Linked DNA regions of Bombyx mori: region 1 is linked to region 2. Evidence: chromatin contacts called from public Hi-C data. All regions are on one chromosome and are shown on one strand. The core of a region is the stretch at or near the end of the contact, and the rest is flanking DNA. Distances in the headings are between cores, read along the strand shown.

Region 1 (3,388 bases), core at 588-3,087, 190 kb after region 2:
AGAATGACGACGATGATACTGAGATGCAAATTGAATCCGAATCGGAATCGGAGTCTGATGAGGAACTTGCGGAAATGGAGGATCGAACTCAGTCCCATCGGCCGGACGATAACCGCGTGCAAGACATGGAAGAGGAAAGCTCGACTTCGGAGGTAATATTTTTAATGATTTTACAATTTAAGCTGAACCAGTATCAACAAACTGATTTCAAAGCTAGCATTTAAAAAATCCTTCAATGCTATATATACAGTTCAGAGCCGTTTGATGCAGTGGTAAGTGACATGGTCACTACACAACAGGGTCGCGGGTTCGAATCCCGCCAAGGGAAGATATTTGTATGATAAATATAAAATGTTTTTTCCAGGGTTATGGATGTATATTAAATATATGTATGTGTATAATAAAAATCTTACATTTATTTCCGTTATCTGGTACCTGTAACACAAGTTCTTTACGAACTTAGCACAGAACCAGTTAACGTGGTGTGATTGTTAGTAAATATTTATTTATTATAAAAAAAAAGCTGTTCTGATAATATCATAGCTAATATTCATGTAAATTATTTTTCAGTCCGAGACGGAGCAAGACGCCCCGCGCGCGGACGAGGCGCCCCTCCCGCCGCGCCCCGACCGCGTCGTCGTCAAGAAGTACAACCCCAAGGAGGCGAAGCCCCGCGCCGCCGCCGGGGACGAGTGGCTCGTGTCGCCCATCACCGGCGAGAAGATCCCCGCCAGCAAGGTGGCCGAGCACGTGCGCATCGGGCTGCTGGACCCGCGCTGGCTGGAGCAGCGGGACCGCGCCGCCGCCGAGCGCACCGACCGGGACGAGGCGCTCGCCCCCGGGGCCGCCATCGAGGCTTCGCTTAAACAGGTATGCCCACATCCAAACTTTTTTGATAAATTTTTTTATTGCTTAAATGGGTGGACGAGCTCACAGCCCACCTGGTGTTAAGTGGTTACTAGAGCCCATAGACATCTACAATGTAAATGCGCCACGCACCTTGAGATATAAGTTCTAAGGTCTCAGTATAGTTACAACGGCTGCCCCGCCCTTCAAACCGAAACGCATTACTGCTTCACGGCTGAAATAGGCAGGGAGGTGGTACCTACCCGTGCGGACTCACAAGAGGTCCTACCACCAGTAACTATTTGCTATGTGTATGTGCATTACTATAATTCTCATGTTGTATTTGTTATTTTAGCTGTTCTACACACACTCATCACTTTTAATTATTATTCTCATAATCCTCTCGCAGGTCTGCTGGAAGAGATTTCTTAAAAAAATAAGCAGTGCCTTTGTACATAATTTTCCTATTACTCGGTACTATGCCTTCTTTTTTGTGTGTACGTAAATAAATAAATAAGTTTATATAATAATATCAAATTTTAAATAAAAAACTGAATTCAACAAAATACAACGAGAGAGAAACGTCTGAAGTCAATAAATGTGCAACTATTGAGGATAATTCCAAAACTACTGATCAAATCTTCATAAAATTTAAATGGCACCATGCTTTCAAATAAACAAATCATCAAAATCAATTCACAAGAGAAAAAAACCTCAGGAAACAAAAAAATGTCGAATTGCAAACCTCCTTATTTTGTAAGTCTGTTAAGAAAATAATAAACATTTGTTGTAGTTGGCGGAGCGTCGTACTGACATCTTCGGTGTAGGGGACGAGGAAACGACCATCGGTAAGAAGATCGGCGAGGAGGAGAAGAAGCGCGACGAGCGCGTGACGTGGGACGGGCACACCTCCAGCGTGGAGGCCGCCACCCGCGCCGCCAGGGCGCACATCACGCTCGAGGACCAGATCCAGCAGATACACAAGGTGAGCCGCGCCGCCTCCCTTCCACCAGGCCAACGACAAGGACAATGCCACCTCCAAAAGAGCTCCGCATATTCCTTTTTATACATTTTTCCCCCTACCTATGCTGATAGCCTTGAGAGGCTTTTTCTTCTAGATACACCATTTGGTCCACTACAAAATGTTTCTTTATTAATTTCGTTTTTTTTTTTTCATAGAACAAAATAGTTTGAAATTTTCAAATTTTAAACGCATGTGTAGAAAAATATGTGTCGAGTCTCCTAGTACATAAACCGGGGCCGAAAACAATGCGAATAAATCCAGCCACAAAATTTAAAATAATATACAAATATTTTAGTGTTGCACTCGATTTTAGTGACTTTTTTTTCTATATACTGAGTCTTAAGCGGCTATATCAGCTTCGCCCTAACATGTAAGTGAGCTCACGGGGCTCAAACCGGGAGTGTTGCTAACACTGACCCTAGCAAGAGCAGTGCTTCGCAGAATCTACCACCGGATCGGAAACGCGACCCACTGAGAAGATCCGGCGAGAAACTCAGTAGGCTGTGTCTGAGGGTTAAATTAGCGACCCGCCCGTGCTTCGCTTCGGGAACTATAACTTATTATTGATCTTATTGAATTTTCTATCTTCATCTTTCATAATATCGCGCACTCGATTGTGAATAGTCATAACTATTCAAATATTGATCCACCTACCATTCATTACAACCATGATTAACATGCATGTTATTCTGCAGTGTAAGCTATATTATTGTAAGCTTCATCAAAATTCATTGAGCACTTTTTGCGTGAAAGAGTAACAATTAAGATGTAGTGGGAAATTATTTTCCTTCGGGAAAACTCTGATCTTTATCGGAATACGATGACACCCGAACAGTCAATGAATGATTATATTAAATGAGTAACATTTTCATATCCAATAGTATGGAACTTTATTATTTAGTGTCAAAATGAATAATGTCATTGCACTGAGAGAGCACGATAAATACGAACTTTTCCGAAAAATTACGAAGTACTTTTCTGAATATGTCTATACATTCTTACACACTTTCACATTTATAATATTAAGTAGGATGAATCAAAAAAGGGTATTATTATGATATATAAAAAAATCATTGGATTCATTGAACATTGGCTTCAACCCTGATTCCTTCAATGCAGGAAAGGGCTTGCATTTTTTTGCTTACCTAATCGTCGGTACCCTAAAGGGCTATTCTAACTACTCACGGACCGGTAGGTGAGCTCCCTGGGCTCATCCTGAGAGAATTTACTAAAACTAGCCCTAGCAAGCACAGTGCTTCGCAGAATCTACCATCGGGTCGGAATCACGGCCCAATGAGAAGACCCGGTGAAAGAAACTCAGTTACTTGTGTTTGTGGCAGCGTATTCCCAAAAGGACAAGCACTAACACATTTCCCCACCCCCACTGTGCCAGAAAAAAGTTTTCATAAACTATCGTAAATGCCTTAAACAAATAAAATATCAATCAAACTGCTGGGAAACCCGATCGCGAATAACATTGCACAGCGCGTAATAAAAATCTCGTCAATAAAATATAAA
Region 2 (3,391 bases), core at 359-2,858:
CTACTTTGTGCTACGTTTGTCACAGCATCCGGTCCTGTTGTAATCATAGTGGGCATACTTGAAATAAAAGGCTTACCATCTATGTTATGCACCATTTCTCTGTAAATTATTTGTGAATTTTGAGTCACAACTGTTGATAAACTGGGAGTGAAGGCACCTGTTGACATGTTATTGAATTGGGCGCCTGATAATTGTGGAGCTACAACTTTAGCATCAATATGGGCTGATGAATTAGAAATATTTCCTGAGATCAGCATGTTGTTCTGTATATTCTTTTGCACAAATGTTGGTGTTGTCGGCACCATGACATGCATAGGTTTCACTCCTGATGTAATGTACTGTATCCCACCTACATTGGTTTTCAAAAGTATGTTATTGGGCTTTGGTAGAATCTTTACAAAATCTTGGGCTTTCTTATGTCCTGCTGACACAAGATTGTTTTGCGGTGGAAACCTTAAGCCAGCAGCTATTGGTGGTATGTTATATGTTAAAACATTGTTTACATTATCCATGGCAGTATATTCAGCACTCCGTGAATATTTAATCTCTCTATCTTCTTGTGGTTCTTGAAACACTGTAAATGGCTGTTCAAAATCTGACAGTTGAGAACTTTGAAACTGTTGCATTTTATCACTTTTCAATCCATATGACAAAGAATGCTGACCTGATGGAACTGAATTTGTGTCAAAATTAATACTATCTCTAATTTCAGGTGTCTCATTCCGTGATAGAGATGTAATTGATGTTGATTTGGGAGTCCTACTTGGTGGCCTTCGCCAGTAGCGGTCAGGTTCACTGCTTCGCTGTGATCCATTCCATCTGTCATCTGCAGGTGTCCGAGACCGACTTCTGTATGAGCGTTCCGAGTTTGCAGGAGTTGATGTTCTACTGCCGAAACCACTGCCTTTTGAGGTAAGACAACACAAAGCTTTGATAACTTGGTCCTTGGGGTGAGTGTCGAGATGTGATTCCAAACTCATTCCATTGTGAAGGTAAAGGGTGCACACAGGACATTGTATTAATTGATCCATTGTTGGGTGTTTCAATCACAAATTACTGAATGCTTAATTTGTGGTAAGGTCGAACGAAACAGTTTAGTTAGACTTGTTTTTTCACTATTAAAATGCGCGTTCGTAGTCCGTGTGACCCGTTCGTCCAGAGTGCGTGACGTACATATCTACATTTCATACGCAAGGCTCTCGATCAAACACCAACAACACATAACTTCCTTCCAAATACGTTGCTTATCGATCTGCGAAACAAAATACAGTATAAAATATAGGTATCTACATTATAAACTCGCACCCGACAATCGTATGAGCTGCGCAACATGTAAACATGGTACAAAAGAAAACAAAACTTGAAGATAAAGGCCATTAGGACATAAAAAGTCTGGCACCAAGTACAATGAAATACGAAATGAGTTCATGAATATAAGGGTAAGTCAGCTATGGCGTTTACCTATTATATCGTGTGTTGTACATAGTCCATTGCTTCAAAATCATCAAATATTTGGCTCTATTCATTTACGTTTAAGCGTATTCTATAAATATTTCTAATTTGTCAGACATATTGCAGACGTCTCGTTCACGTTCACAATACTTGTTTCGTTCTACGTTACGAAATGTCGATGAACTTTTCAAAATTGTCATTTCCGACGTGTTTTCATCAATTTCTAAATCATTCTGCGTAGAAGAGAACGTAAATGACAAACACGATAATAAAAATTATTTTGTCTGTATACGCCTCGTAAATCAAAGGGTACCAGCCAATAATGGATTGAGTGAAAGGAGGACTCACTGATGTATCCAGCTCTGGTGACCATACGATGGATGAACAAATAATTTTATCATCATCCTCATAAATAAAAAAATATCTGAGGCGCAGCTCTTAACGCCATACATACGATTTGCAATTACCTTGTTTCCTAATGTACTTCAATTAAATTGAGATATTCAAGATAGGGAAGGTCTACCTTTAAAAAAAAATGTTTTCTTACTCTCCTCTCAATCTAATTCCTTCAATGCGTACAATTCTCAATTTTATTGAATGTAAATATTTAATTTAAAATGCAATTTAATTGTTCTTAAATGACTTTGTGGACATTTGTAACAGAATTCCTTACTTTACACTGTAAGGTGTGCAGATCGTATTTTGATTGTTCTTTTTTTGTGGAAAGGAAGGATAACAGGAAATCGGTTATGGGAGAAGCTTACTAACCAGTGCCTGAATGCACTCGTAGGAGACTTATGAGCTCAAAAGCAACTATTTCGTGTTCTACATCGATATCACTGTGTTAAGTATCTCGTCGAACTCTGCGCTGGATCGACAAGTACGGTGACCTGTATTTTATTTGCTGCTAACGTTAGTACTACTAACGTCCTACAGCAGCACTAGGAGTGGACAAGAAGGATCCACGATGACGTATGTTTAAATGGCCTCGGCGGTGATCGGCTACTGCGTGAGCCGAGTCTGAGCGTAGTTGTCGACAGCCGTGATTAGTTAACATGTCGCACCATCACCCAACGACGCTTTCGTAATATACTTACGGATAGATTCGGATATGTACTGATTGACGTAAAAATCCATATTCCTCATGTTCCACATTGTTTCGACGGCTATTCGAAGAGCGGAGTCTTGAAAATTATTTTATTTTGTTGATTTTGTTTAAATTTCTGTAGCACTCTCACTAGGTAGCCACATTTTACATAGAATTTTAAAATTCCAATATCTCTCCTCATTAAATTCCATTTCATTTCATTTCTTTCCCCTTTTATTTTGAATGCAAAGGCTTCGCCCTTTGTTTCAAAAAATTTAGCAATATGAGTCATGTTTCTTTTGCCTGTCTATAGAAAAAAAAAAAAAAATTATGTGCTTTTGCCAGTTTTGCCATAAATGTTCGAAAAAGTTAATTTATGAATTTTAAGATAGTGTTGTATGTCACATAAAATTATTTAGATTTTTGTTGTTGTTAAGTGTTTGTAATTGCTTCAGTCCGTGATATATTATTCCAAGTTTTGGGGGTAAATTAAATTAAAAACAGTAAACAAAATGTCTTTTAATTACGAAGAAATAAGCCACAATGGTAAGCTGTTTAACAGTAATATGATGAATAACTGTGGGCTAGTTATCATATCATGGTTCAGTCTATGACCAAAATTAAATATCTTAATTGAAGTAAATATAGTTCCGGATTTTATAATTAGACTAATAATTATACTTAGGATATAACCTCCCTAATAGAATGTGTGGATTCGCACAAAAACACTATAAAAAGTATACTCTGACCCTTACAATCGAAATGTATGAATTCTTTGCAGTATACATAGTAAGATTGTACTTATATGGGCTGAAAATACCTCAATTACTACCAGTATCGGGTATTGTACTT

What was found. A called contact is a pair of places that touch in the nucleus more often than the background predicts.
Region 1: a Hi-C map of whole pupa shows a contact between it and region 2, with 2.3 times the contacts expected there. The contact joins the promoter of LOC105841499 here to the promoter of LOC101744027 in region 2. A contact is called at or near these places in 3 of 7 Hi-C or Micro-C datasets (middle silk gland and whole pupa).

Annotation. Positions count from the first base shown.
Region 1 is chr6:2,358,640-2,362,027 of ASM3026992v2, forward strand. LOC105841499 (transmembrane protease serine 3-like) reads left to right here and starts at 1,838. Exons shown (of 1, transcript XM_012689653.4): 1 at 1,838-3,388. It overlaps LOC101738204 (splicing factor 3A subunit 1), which reads left to right. Exons shown (of 9, transcript XM_004925201.4): 3 at 1-152; 4 at 571-870; 5 at 1,640-1,831.
Region 2 is chr6:2,173,099-2,176,489 of ASM3026992v2, forward strand. LOC101744027 reads right to left here and starts at 1,609. Exons shown (of 8, transcript XM_038011802.2): 1 at 1,462-1,609; 2 at 1-1,252. The coding sequence starts at 1,031. LOC101739356 (ER membrane protein complex subunit 2) reads left to right here and starts at 2,803. Exons shown (of 7, transcript XM_038011803.2): 1 at 2,803-3,085. The coding sequence starts at 3,052.